Regions from separate parts of the Mus musculus genome. Here region 2 is linked to region 1. Evidence: chromatin contacts called from public promoter capture Hi-C data. All regions are on one chromosome and are shown on one strand. Each heading gives the region's core, a stretch centred on a gene start, on an enhancer-like site or on the middle of the called end of the contact. The rest is flanking DNA. Distances are from core to core; before and after follow the strand shown. Region 1 holds the start of Wdr37 (WD repeat domain 37). Region 2 holds the start of Ero1b (endoplasmic reticulum oxidoreductase 1 beta).

Region 1 (6,822 bases), core at 3,842-6,341:
TTCCAATTAAAGGAGACATCAAAGTCCTCTCATCTTAGCATTCTGTGTGCAGCTCTTCTGTACAGTATGGACAGTGTATTTCAATTACTGCCTCATATTTTCTGTAACTAGGATATGTTGTCAGCTGTCACCTCAAGCATCACAAGCATCTAGTTGTTTTGAACAAATGAGTCACAGTTGGAACCCAGTAACTTGTCAGGTGCTTTTTATCCATATGAAATTTACTAGCATCTTTTCTTCTAACAGCCCCTGATGTTAAGGTTAGCCTGAAAAGCAGACTATACCTAGCAAAGCTAGCCCCCAGGTTAAACAAAATGGTAATGTGGAAGCAAAACCAGCACTGGACCTCCAGACATGTCTGGTAGGTCCACAACTTCTGTCTCTGTACCTGTAGCTCCTACACTAGGAACACCAGCTCCTCCCGGTAGCTGTAATCTGTCATCAGTCTTTCTCTGTGACATTATCTTCATCTTTACTTCTGCCTCTATATTTACAACCTCCAACCTCTATCTTTCCCCCCAGAAATCTGTACTGGTCCTATGCTTGCTGACTTAACTGAACTAAAAATACAGAGGACATTAATGAGACACACATTTGATTGTATCTGTGAGAGAAAATTAGAGAGTGGAGAAGAAGACACACATCTTAGCTCTGTTCACTGCCACCTCTCTTGGGCTGGGGTCCGGGACTCAATGAGAGGGAAGAAGAAAGCTAGCAGAGCACCAATTCTGTGCTTCCTCACTGGCGCCATGGACTGGAACACTCCCAACAACAGGTCTCTATGGGCTGCATTCCTCTCAACTGTGAACCAAAACAAACCTCCCTTGCTTAAGTTGTTTTGAGTCAGAAAGTTGGCCCCGGCCTCCCTCGGTAATAAGAAAAGTAACTACTCCAGTTCCTAGTATCATTTCCTTCCATTCACACTACATCAAAAAAATGGAAGTACGTGACGGCTTCTGTGCTGGTTTAAATAGGCTTGGTTGAGGGAGTGGCACTATTAGGAAGTGTGGCCTGTTGGAGTGGACGTGTCCTTGCTAGAGGAAGTGTGTCACTGTGCAGGTGGGCTTTGAAGCCCTCCTCCTAGATGCCTAGAGACAGTCTTCTCCTGTTTGACTTCAGAACAAAAATGTAGAAGTCTCAGCTCATTCTTTAGTGCCATGGATGCTGCCATGCTTCCCACCTTGATGAAAATGGACTGAATCTCTGAACCTGTAAGACAGCCCCAATTAAATGTGGTCCTTTATTAGAGTTGCCTTGGTCATGGTGCCTCTTCACAGCAATGGAAACCCTCACTAAGACAGCTGCCAAACCAGGTACTAACATGAACTAACCATGTATTAACAAAAAGTAATTAGAGAGAAAGTGGCAGGAGGATCAAAACTCAAATCCAGCCTTGCTTGAAAAGGGAGTTCAAGGCCATCCTAGGTTACCTGAAACCCTGTCTCAAAAAAATAAAAGGATGACTCAGAGGCTAAGAACCTATGCTGCTCTACCAGAGGAAACAAGTTCACTGCAGGAACGGTCAGGCAACTCACCACCACGTGCAACTCTAGAGTAATCTTGACCTTCCTACTGTTACATCCCTTTAATACAGTTCTTCATGTTGTCGTGACCCCTAGCCATAAAATTACGTTCACTGCTACCTCATAACTGTAAGTTTGCTACTGTTATGAATCATAATGTAATTATCTTTGTTTTCCAATAGTCTTAGGCAACCCCTGTGAAGGTCACAACCCACAAATTAAGAATCTCTGCTCTAAAGAATCTGATTTCCTCTCTGGCTTCTGTGGCCACTGCACTCACATGGCCCTCATGCGGATACAATTAATTAAATATTTGAATTACTAAAAAAATTCAGAGGTTTGGGGTTTGTGATCCTAGCAAGAAGGTACACAAGACAGTAGTCACTTGTACAAGAAATACTCAAGCGGTATACACAGAGCACAAGCTAGCCAAGTGAAAACAGAAAGAATGGAAAGCAAAGGGGAGAAAGTCAATTGTGGGTCGACCTGAGGTTGAAAAACTACCACAGACTGTCGCTTATGAGACTGAAATTGATCCACAAATACAGAGGCACTGATCCTCACACAAAACCACTGTGAGGGAGAATTTTCAACTTCAATTTGTAGTCTGATGGTATTTTACAAACTAGACAGTATTAAAAAGGTAACTGAAGCCGGGCGTGGTGGCATGCCTTTAATCCTAGCACTAGGGAGGCAGAGGCAGGCGGATTTCTGTGTTCGAGGCTAGCCTGGTCTACAGAGTGAGCTCTAGGACAGCCAGGGCTACACAGAGAAACCCTGTCTCGAAAAACAAAACAAAACAAAACAAAAAAAAGCAAAACAAAAGGTAGCTCAAAAGAGAAAGAAAACTCTTTCACTCTGAAAATAAAATAGGTCTACCTGGGCATAATGGTGCATGCCTTTAATCCGAGCACTGGGGGGGGGGAGGGGGGGTGTAGAAGCAGGCAGATCTCTGAGTTCAAGGCCAGTCTAATCTGGTCTAAATAGAGAATCCCAAGACAGGACAGCCAAGGCTTCACAGAGAGGAACTGTCTCATAAAAAAAGAGAAAATACATCTGGGGTGGGATGTAGCTCAATGGGAAGGAGGCTGATTGCTAGGCATAGCTGAGACCTTGGGTTTCATCACCAGCATCACACCAAACAAATTATTTTATAAAGTTACTTTTACTATGCACTAATTCACCTATATATGTTTTTAAAAAGAAAGAATCTAAAGCTCCAAAAGGTAATTACTTTCTTTCAAACACTCACATCAATTCACCCAGTTCAGTAAGACAGATCAGTACATTAAATGTAAAGCTGCAATATAGTTTCTCCTGCACTCCTAACTGGTTGGCCTGCCAAACTCATCTGTCCTTATTCCATGCTGTCATGGGCATATCCTCTTCTCTGCTGTTTATAAACAAGGCAGAACAATACATGTCCAGCTTTAGTGCAACATATTTAACAAATGAATAAAATCTCTACACACACTGTTAATATACCAAATTCACTACCTTGGTAAATGGTATAACATTAAACCGCACCAATGAACACTTAGCTCTCTCTCTTTTCAAGGCTCTTTTTAGTATGTATGTTCCACAGTAAGGTGTTACTACCTACAGTATCAGATTTTTATTAAGTACATACAACCAAACAGGAAGCCTGCTGAAGTAGTTTTATAAGCAATACAACAAACAATGTATGCTTTTATTTGAGATAATATAAAACATTACTCTCTATTTCATACTTTGGAGGAAGAATTTTAATTTTCTTTCAACAAGAAAAAACTGATTTATTTCAAAATAAATACCCGGTTTATCCCAAAAATGTTAGTTATACATTAAAAAGATGGTTATATAATTTGCAGATGGTAGTATAAACTATAAAATGTCACTGAACCTCCAAAAGTTCAATAAAGGTATTAATAATATTAATATTTTAAGTGTTGATTGTAATAGTACTTTTAAAATTAACTTCTAGAGGGCTGAATCAATGCAATATCTAACCAGTAACAGAAAAGAGAATGGTCTCTACACGCAACCTTGGAAATCTGTCACCAGAATTAAGTTACTTAAAATGTTCTGTCACTGATGAGATGAAGGCAAATGATGCACACTTATCGAGTCTAAGGATGGCACTGAGCTGACAGGCATCAGTAATTAAATAAGCTACCACCAAGAATTTTTTTCTCAATAACCAAAAAAGAAATTCAAATCTAGAAAGCATATCTTTCTTTGAATAAATCAGGACAGGACAACTAACAAAACTCTTAGTATCACTGCTGGGGGAAATACCCAACCCCAAGGATTTTACCTCAAATCAAGGGCAAAGTAAGATAACAGACCAACGTACCTATACTAAAGGAAGTAACATCTCAGAGTAAGAAAACCAAAGGAAGCATACTTAGGTCCTGTGTCCAGAAATTTATGCAAGAAGGCTTGATATACACTGCAAAAACGTAGCTGTCATAAACATCAAGGTCACACTGTTATTTCATGTGGCCACTGGCCACTGCTCTGCGTCTCCTATGGGCAACACTAATAGAAGGCCTCTACTTACTTTGGTCAGGTTATATTTATATATACTATGCTCAAGTATGTGGCTTAGGTGTCAAAGAGAATTTACAAACACTTGAAAATGTGATCGGCAAAGTAACCAAAACAGCAAGGAAGGTAGCATAATAGAAGATTTCTTAGAAAAGGGAGAAGTATCCTGGAGGCTTATTATCACCAGGTGTACTGCTTAGAGGTAAAAAGGTTTCAGTACCGCTTTGATGGCATACTTTGTAGGCCACAATAAGCAATGTAAAGAAAACCCATCTGAACTTCAAAGAAACTGCCTAGCAATCTACATCCGGGCAAGAGAGTGAGTGGTGTAGAGCTAACGGTCCTCGTCTTCAAGCACAAGAAACATCGAAGAGTTCAAGTTAGATGATAAAACCTCTAAGAACCTGATCAATCGTTCGGTTATGTCTGCTCGCGAAGTGAAATGGCATATTTATGCAACTTTTTGGTAAAACTGGCCCATTATGATGCCTTAAAACTTAGGAAATAGAAGTGTACGGGGAAGAAAAGGAAGTCTTCAGAAAGAGAAACAAAGGCGTGGCGGGGTTTTACCACTTCAGCATCTGCTTACCCCATCTCCGCCCCCCACCCTTCCTCCTTCCCAGAGGCCATACCCCGTCTTTGCGGGATCGAAGGCCACCATCTTCGAAAACTCTGGGCTTCCCACGGGACACAGACAGCCAGGTAGACGCCACTTGAGTACACAGGGAGCCAGAGAGAGTGCGCAGGATTAGGACTGTATCCTTCATCCACCTCGAAGCCTCGTCCCCACCGCCACCCGGACACCTGACATCCCCCGAGCGCCCGAGAAGGATGCCAAGCCAGACAGCTGAGAAGATGGCGTCACCTGTCACAGCAGCAGCACTCGCGTCCGCCTGGAACCAGCCTACGTCGCACTCAATTCGTAGATCCCCCCGCGACGAGGCTCCCGAGGCAGACCCAGAGCAGGAAAAAAAACCGGCCGATTCCCGCACTGACACAACCCGGCGACCCGAACTGGCGCGCCCGTACTTCCGGTAACTGCGGAAGTCCCGCCCTCAGAGATGGTCCTTAAAAAAAAAAAAACAGACCGGAAGCTCCGCCCCATGCCCAACGGCTGCGGAAGTTCTTTCCTGGTCTCCTTCGCTCAGTCCCACAGGCTTGTTCCGCGGGATAGTCTCCTGTTTTGGCTTTCGGCTTTGACGCCGGGTCCTGGAGACCTAAACTATGGCCTAGCAGCGCGCTGAGCCAAGACCCAGCGAGTGACTGCAGAACGAGTATGGCGTCCCCTGGTGGCGCAAGTAGGCTCAGCGCTTTCCCTGTTAGGAGCTTTCCCAAGGTGCTTACAGGCACTGCTAGACCCCAAATTCTGCACCACACACTAACGGTACACGCGATCCTTGCACGAATTGCTCCCCGAGACCCTGTAGCGTCGGTAACAGGGAGAAGCACACACAGCCTCCCGGACCGTGGGTACTTACCACTGCAGGGATTCCGGTGAGGGGTCCACGGTCAGGCAGGTTTTAAGTCCATCTGTCCTAAACACTCGCACAGCCCAAAAACTGGTAAGAAAAATAATCTATTAAAATGCAAAGTCGAGTGTACTATTTAACGTAATCGCTTTCAGAATCTCTCAAATCCAACTGCTTTACAGGCTGATCTGCTAGGAATGGCTCCTCAGGCAGGGCTCAGTGGGAGTCTTGCTAGCTGGCTGCAGGAGAGCCTGGTAGAGATAGAACTATTAATATTTCAGCTTATCTGCAGAAGATGACTCACCCAGTTTCCTTCTGAAATATCTGATCACCATTGGCTAAGAGGGGAAAATAGAATCAGCTGTTCACTGCAAAAGGTGGGACTTGAGCCGCTTTTCCCCGTTAATCAGGGTTGGGAAGACCTACATAGCAGAATGGAGCTGTTACATAAACAGCCTTGTCTCTGCGAGCAACTTGAACTAGATGTTTAAAACTCACCTACAGTAAAAGCATGATAGTATTTTCCTTCTATATGGGTCAACATTCTTCCTATAAGATAAAACTGAAGGTTCAGATTCAAGAAGCAGTAATGCAAGATGTTTGCTGGAGAAGAAATAAATTTATCGTATTTGGAGACTCGAATAACCAAAACATTCTGTACAAGAAATTGTGGGTTACTTGTGTATCAAGTATAATATTCAGGGGGCTGGAGAGATAGCTCAATGGTTAAGAGCTCTGACTGCTCTTAAACTGAGTTCAAACCCCAGCAACCACATGGTGGTTCACAACCATCTGTACAGCTAGAGTGTACTTGTATACATAAAATAAATAAATAAATCTTTTTTTAAAAAAAATATAGTATACAAAGCTTATCACTAGTAACAGTCTATAAATATGAACTGAGAAAAAAAAGATTTGGCTTCTCAGAGAAATCACTGTCAAATTTGGAGGCTGTGATATTTATTTAAGAAAATTTTAACTAGTAACAAAGAATGCATAAGACATTCTGCTGTTAATGATAGCCAGCAGAAAGTACTGTAAAGCATAGTTCCATATCCAAGTAGCATTCCACTAAGTTTGCAACAAAGCAGCCACATTTGGGTGCCACTTAAGATACTTTTAATGGAAGTACATTTTATCTTTGGTATATTTAGAGTTCCACCAAAAAAAAAAAAAAAACAAAGCGTGGTGGTTTTAATAAAATGGCCCCCATAGGCCTAGAGGGAGTGGCATTATTAGGAGATGTTGCCTTGCTGGAGTAGGTGGGATGTTGCTGGAGGAAGTGTGTGCCTGAGAGCAGT
Region 2 (6,815 bases), core at 470-2,969, 3.7 Mb after region 1:
CTTGTTTTTCTTCTACCAATTGAAAAGTTGATAGAAAAGCTCAAGTTTTTCTTTGTGACAGGCCCTGAAGTGCTCCGAATGACAGGCATGGTTTCTGCCCTTGATATCAGATATTTAAAATGTGAAATTTAAAAATAAGGCAGTTTATAACTAAAAAAAATGGCTATGTTCCATGATGTACACATTATCTGGGCCAATTGCAGCACAAAGGGACCTGAGGAAAGTCCCATGCATACCCAAAGCGCAGAGCGATGAAGAGCATAGAAAGGCAGCTTTGAGAAGCAAGTCGCACACAGTTCTCTGTTAGCTATGTGGAGAAAAGGGAGCTGGTGACATGGGAAGATGGCCTGTGAAGTTCCAGGGTCTTGGACTGGTTTATTGTTCTGTTGTCTCCGCCTTAAAAGTCTTCTCATTTCCCCTGGACTTTCATTTCTGGCTGACCCTACAGATCATGCAGTGGGTCTAGATGGAATCATGGATGCGAATGTTCTCATGTTACCAGAGAGGCCAGAGGAGATTTTGAAGATGTGATTAAGGATTTTGAGATCAGGAAATTGCCTGGGTTATCCGGGTGAGCACCATGCAATCGAAAGTCTTTATATGTAGGGACACAAGAGAGATAGGGTCAGAAAGCACAGACGACAAAAGCAGGCTATGCCACTGTGTCATGTGAGGTCCTGAATCTAGGAATTTGATTGGCCATAGAAGCTAGAAAAAGCAAGGAAACATTATTCTCTAGAATATTCCAAATGGATGCAGTTTGTTTTAGTTTTCTGGCTTCCAGAATGTAAGATAATACATTGGGGTTGTTTTCAATCACTACCCTTCTGGTCATTTGTTACATCAACAATGACAAATTGATACATACTACTGAATGTAAGTTTCCTATAACTCAGGAATATCGGTAAAGTTAGCGATTACCATTAATTGATCACTTATTTGCTAGGGACTACAGGAAGCTTATGTACATAACCTTACATAATCCCAGAACAATATTTGAGGTGTAATTAAGACCACAAAACCATCTAGAATGTGTTACATTTGGGATAGTCTATGTCCCTTTAAGCTTTTCTGTGCGTTTATCCCGATTCTTCGTTTTTCACTGTATAGACTGGGGTTTTCCTTCATCCTTTAAAATGTATTATAGATTTTCTGGTGTTGGTAGAGGAGTAGTGGAGACACCAAGCAATGATACTTCTGGGGCATGTGACATGAAGGAGGTGCTGAAGACTTCCTGACAAGATGCCAGGTGGTTTTAGGTAGCTGCAGAGGTGAGAAAAAAGGCAAAGAAAGCTCTTGGGAATAGCAAGTCAAAGATTCGGCCGGCCTGGCGAGAAAATCCTGGCCCCAGTAGGTCAAGCGGTGACAAAGAGCTATTGGCATAGTGCCTGAAGACCTGCGGGGATGGGGGTGGACAGTCTTGTTTCTCAGAGCGACGAAACAGAGGTTCCACCACCTCAGGCCAACCCCTAAAACAGCACCCACTCTCCCGCCTGCTCCTGGGTGTTTTGGAGGCCTCGTGGTCCCGCCTCATTGGCCGCCGCGGAGCCCCGCCTCAGGGAGGCAGAGCGACCTCCGAGCCTGTAGTTCTCCATTTTCAAGACCTTCCCACTGTGGGGGGGCCCCAAGGGGCTACAGGGACTACAACTCCCAGAAGGCTTTGCGCAGAGGGCGTGATCATAACTGAGGACGCCGGGGGCGGGGCCTCCTGGGATGAAGCGGGGGCGCGCAGCACTGGTACATCAGTCGCTGCTGCTGCGAACGGTAGAGTGTTCCTTGCCCGAGACCGGCGCTCAGACCCCGGGTCCTGGAGGCTCCCGGCTCCCAGGCACTGCCCCCTGCTGTCGTCGTCGCGGCGGGCCGTCGTTCCCCAGCCCCGATCGGCCGAGGCGACGGCAGCGGCCGAGGTCACCATGAGTCCGGGGTTCCGCCGGGCCGTTACTGGGCAGGGGGCGGCGGCCGCGGTGCAACTGCTTGTCACCCTGAGCTTCCTCTCAAGTCTGGTCAAGACTCAGGTAAGCCCGAGGACCAAAGGCAGGGGACGGGTCACGCCGGCGTCGCCGAGAGGCCGAGGTGCAGGTGCGAGTGGCCAGCCAGGGATTGAGAACCGCGCCGGCTAGTGCGGGAAACGTCTGTAAAGCGCGGCGGGCGCGGGGACACGACACGCGTGGTGATGGTTTACGGAAGAGGAAGATGGTGACGGCCAGTAAGCGCTAGCGGCTTTATCTTTGTGATGGTGACGGGGAGACACAAGTCTTGAGTGGTGAAGGTGTTGGGGACACAAACCTCTGACATCCTTCCCTCAGATGACAGGGAGGCAGACCCTCCATCCTCTTCCTGGGCTAGAGGGGGCATTACTTCATTTCCTTGAACTTGTGCTCTAGAGATAGCTATAGGCATTACCCGCTTTATAATTATCCACCTGTCCTACGTATGCAAAGTGGCATGCCAGGTGAGCCCAGTTATGACACTGGAGGGCCTAGGCCCCTACTGTGGGCTTCTTAAGTCTATAGTGAGGCTTGCTGGCTGGACAGTCCGGTAGACTTTGACGTTGCCTTGGTTAGGCAGGTATTACTGAAGTGTTCACTACATACTCGAAAGCCAAAGCACAGCCTCTTGCCTTGAAAAGAGATAGGTTAGCTCTGCCTCTTTTAGTGAGGAAGGTTTGAACAGGTTGCCAGATGCTGCTATATCTTGTCTGCACCTGCTGCAAAGTGCTAGCTCGAAGAGCCAAAACCGAAGAAAAACAAAAGTGTCTCAGATGGCCTGATAATGAGGGGCATGCAGTTTGAAGCAATTAACACTCATTGCTAAGAGAAAAAAAAATGATGGTAACTGTGAGAGTAACCGTGTAAACATGTTTTTCTGCCTTGTTCATGGTGTTATGGTGTCCAGCATGAAGTCCTAGAATACAAGAATATTCTGTTTGTGTCCATGTGTGAGTTCTCTTGAATGATTTGATAAAAATAAACAGCTAGGAACAGTGGCATACACCTGTAGCCTCAGCTCTCAGGGGTAAAAAACACAAACAGTAGGAAAAACAGTAGGATTGCCGCAGGTTGGACGCTGGCCTACATATTGAGATTCTGGGTTAGCCAGGACTACATAGCAAGACCCTCTCTCAAAAAACTAAACAATGAACCAGTCAGAGAAAAGAAGGAAGAAAGGGAAAGGAAAAGAAACCTTTTGTTAAACGTGGAGCTTGCTGAGTCCATCTGGAACTGAGCAAGGAATCAGAATTTTAAACAAGCCTTGTAAGTGTCTGTGATGCAATTGTTCTTTCCACTATACTTTAGTCAGGCTTGGCAAACACTATGATAGGATTCTGGGTGTATCTATCAGATTTAGAAAAAATAAATTTCCTAGGCTGTCAATAGCAAAGTTACTTTGTAGTTACTAGTTTGAGTGTTTGACTTGAGTGGAGCTTACATTTAGAACTTTTAAATAAAGTCTGATTTCTTGTTTTCTTGCTTGATATATGTCATTAATTAATTGTATACTTTTAAAATCACTAGTCTAGAAGCTTCACTTAAGGTTTCTCTAGCTACCAATAATCACATGTAATTAGTGGTTTATAATGTACCTGTAATTCTATTTGTTGATATATATTTGTAATATATATATCAACAATAAAATATTTGTGCATTTCAAAGTAACACCGTGCCTGTCTACAAAAGTATATTTTGTTCTTCTAAATACAGTTTTGATGTCATTTTTAGATAGCACTTTAACCTGTAACATGTTTAATTATATATTACCTCATTTTATTTGGTACATATCATGTGTAAGGCTGTGGTGGTTAAGTGAAGTTCAGAGAGCTTAATTGGCTTATTAAGTTACATAAACTGGGGCCCTAATGTAGCCCTTTATGCTCTACCCAGCATTAACAAATCAGCATACTTGCTTCAGTGGACAGAAAAACAGAGACCAGACAATCAGAAGGTGGAACATAGACAGTTCCTCTACTTCTCATGCATCCTAAACTTGGGGGACGGGGTGTGCAGGGGGAGAAAGAGTAAAAGTAAGAGGAAGAATTAGAATTGTTGAACAAACACCTCTGTTCACAAGAAATCAAAGTCATTTAAGGAAATAGGTACTTTGCCTTCTATATTGAAAGCAGGAAAATGTTTTTGACTATGTGAGAGGATGTTCATTTGTATATCTGATGCCCCATTTTCTTATAAATGAAATGCAAATATGGTTCATGGCATGCTAACATACAGTTTTCCTGTAAAAGGATATTTCTGTCAAATATATTTGAAACCCTTTAAAATGCCCATCTGAGGTGGCATGAAATCAAGGAACACAGAGCTCCCCACTAAATGGAGGTCAGAAATGTGGGACTCATTCCACTACCCGGAGGATTTGTTTCTTTTAAACCTGAAGACCAAGCTTTTAGTCTCACAGCTTCGTGGAGGTAGAATTGGTAAGAAATAACACCAGTGTCTTCCCTAAAAATGGAAAAATCATAAGAGACCCCCAAAGAGATACATTGTTAGTGTAAGTGTGAATGGAAAATGAGCCCCATTTTGTGGAAAAGGAAAAAAGTTACGAAGAAGGGGCTGAAAACTCGGCTGAGAAGCTGTGACTGTGAGCAGCCCCTCCCTCACGTGCCTTTTCAGGCTTACTCTGTATCACTCGTGCTAGGATGAGCTTTGGCTAGAAGTGGAATTCACAGCAAGCCCAGGTTACCAGAGAGAGCAAATATCCGTTCCTCCTAGAGAAGTGTGTTTTCAACTCAAGGACTTAAGAGATTTCAGAGATAGTGTCCAGTGGAGTAAACAGCTAGGAGCGTGCCAAAAAAAGTTATCACAAGCCACAAGGCACTAGGTACCTTGAATCAGATACAAATAGCCCCCGGCTTATGATGGTTGAATTTTTGGCTTACGATGGTTGGACTTTTTTTTTTTTCTTTAAATTACACAGGTGAGAAAGCTATATCTGCTTAGTAGAAACTACTTCGTAATTTGATACTTTTTTTTTTCTGTTATGCTAGTTCTGTAATTTCAGTGCTAGGAAGGGACAGTGAGCAACAGTTCACCATCAGCTATGCCAACACAAGCATAATAAACAACTCAGACTCCACAAGTTGTCTCCTGAGGTTCTGATCCATGCTGTATGGTAGGCTATGTGTCTCAATTGCATTTCCATTTGATATTTTTGTTTTAGTGGGTTTATTGGGAGGGGAGCAATTTCTCATGGAAAGTTGAGGAACACCTATAAGTGGAAACACTCAAGACAATACCTTAGGCTCTGAAATTTTTAAGTAGGTAATTTAATATCAGTTTTAGTGTACTTAAGAAAAGCATAGAAGTATTAAACATCTAAAAGAATAGCCAGAAGGTTAAAAATAATGAAATTGACGTGTTCAAAGTAAAATTTAAGCCAAGTATGGTGGTATGCACTCATAATCTCAAGAATGAGTGAACAAAATCAGAAGTTCAAGGTTGGCTTTAGTTGCAGAGCCAACTCCTTGTTAGCCTGAGCTACTTGAGTCTCTGTCTCAAAAGACCAGCGGGGAAGGGAAGTAAGATTTAAAACTAAAAGGGTGAATTAATTAAATAGCTGATTATACCTAGCTTAAGAAATAACGGTTACAGATTTTCCTAAATAATCCTTTGTCACCCACTCTTCTGCCCTATCGGCTTCACGCCTAACAAAAGAGAATTTCCACAGAGTAATCCACTTCCTGGACTCTGTACCAACTGTTGTGATCCTGTTGGTTATAGCCATGGATGAATCATTCGTGCTCTTATAGCATGTGTTAGGGTCCATTTCTTCTTTTCTTCTCAAGGCTGTGGTTCTCGCCATGTTTTCACTTCCCCCACCTCATTAGTTTCTCCTTAACGAGCTGTCACTGTCATCCTAGCAGATGACCTTGGGTCTTGGTGCTGCGCTCTTGTCCTTGTTGAACACTTTTCCTGACTGAGCTGCCACCTGCCCCTTTTAATTTCTGTATCTGGAAAAATTCCTAGGCTGTCTTCATTTCATTTTTCCTGACTTGTTTTGTTTAACCTATTCATTACAGTCAGACTGTACCAAATTGTACTTCTACTGCCCTGAAATCTCTCTTGTCGAGGGTTCCCAGTGTCTTTCTTGCTAAGACTGTATAGTTCCTAAACCTCAGGTTCTACCTGTTGGAAGAATTGTTGTTACAGCTCAGCCTTTACTCACTTAAGTGCTTGCTTTGGTATCCAGGATGCTAACTTTTCTGGTCCACTTCCTCTGTAGTGGCCTCGTCTACTTTAGAACACTTGGCTTGTTTCTCCTCTGCCCTTGATCACCAGTCATTTGACCCTTGAGGTTTGTGTCTTTCTTGTTCATCTTATCTGAACACTTGGTTTTAAAAGCCCATCTGTACCTGAGTCTCAAGTTTATATTTGAAGACAAGAAATCTTAGTTGTAGACCACCGCATCTAACTTTTTATTCTCCACCATTTACATTTGGGTGACACACAACCTCAAGCGTCAGAATCAGAAAGAAATAAATGTAGGACATTATCATTAGGACAGAACTCCACTCTTCCCTCCTACCTCTTTGTTCTTGTTGGTTGGTAACAATTAAGCCATAGATTAATATTAGTATTCAGGGTGGCATGTCTCAACGGTAACTCCTGACCATTGGTGGTGAGATGCATACTTGATATAAAAACTTAGGAAGTCAATCTGCTGTCCTCTAATAAAGCTGATATGTGCTTAGAGCAATTTTACACCCAACATTATCACCTTGATAAACTCTTCCACATGTCTCCCAAGATATATGTACAAAGATGATTGCATAGGTTTTTTCTTTTTAGCAAAATTTATAAACAGTG

The links. Promoter capture Hi-C pulls out the DNA fragments that hold promoters and counts their contacts.
Region 2: a promoter capture Hi-C map of pre-B cells shows a contact between it and region 1. The contact joins the promoter of Ero1b here to the promoter of Wdr37 in region 1. A contact is called at or near these places in 2 of 39 promoter capture datasets (cranial neural crest and pre-B cells) and 2 of 484 Hi-C or Micro-C datasets (B cells and CD4 T cells).

What each region holds. Positions count from the first base shown.
Region 1 is chr13:8,865,953-8,872,774 of GRCm38.p6, forward strand. Wdr37 (WD repeat domain 37) reads right to left here and starts at 5,092. Exons shown (of 14, transcript NM_172445.3): 1 at 4,918-5,092.
Region 2 is chr13:12,564,164-12,570,978 of GRCm38.p6, forward strand. Ero1b (endoplasmic reticulum oxidoreductase 1 beta) reads left to right here and starts at 1,720. Exons shown (of 16, transcript NM_026184.2): 1 at 1,720-2,015. The coding sequence starts at 1,914.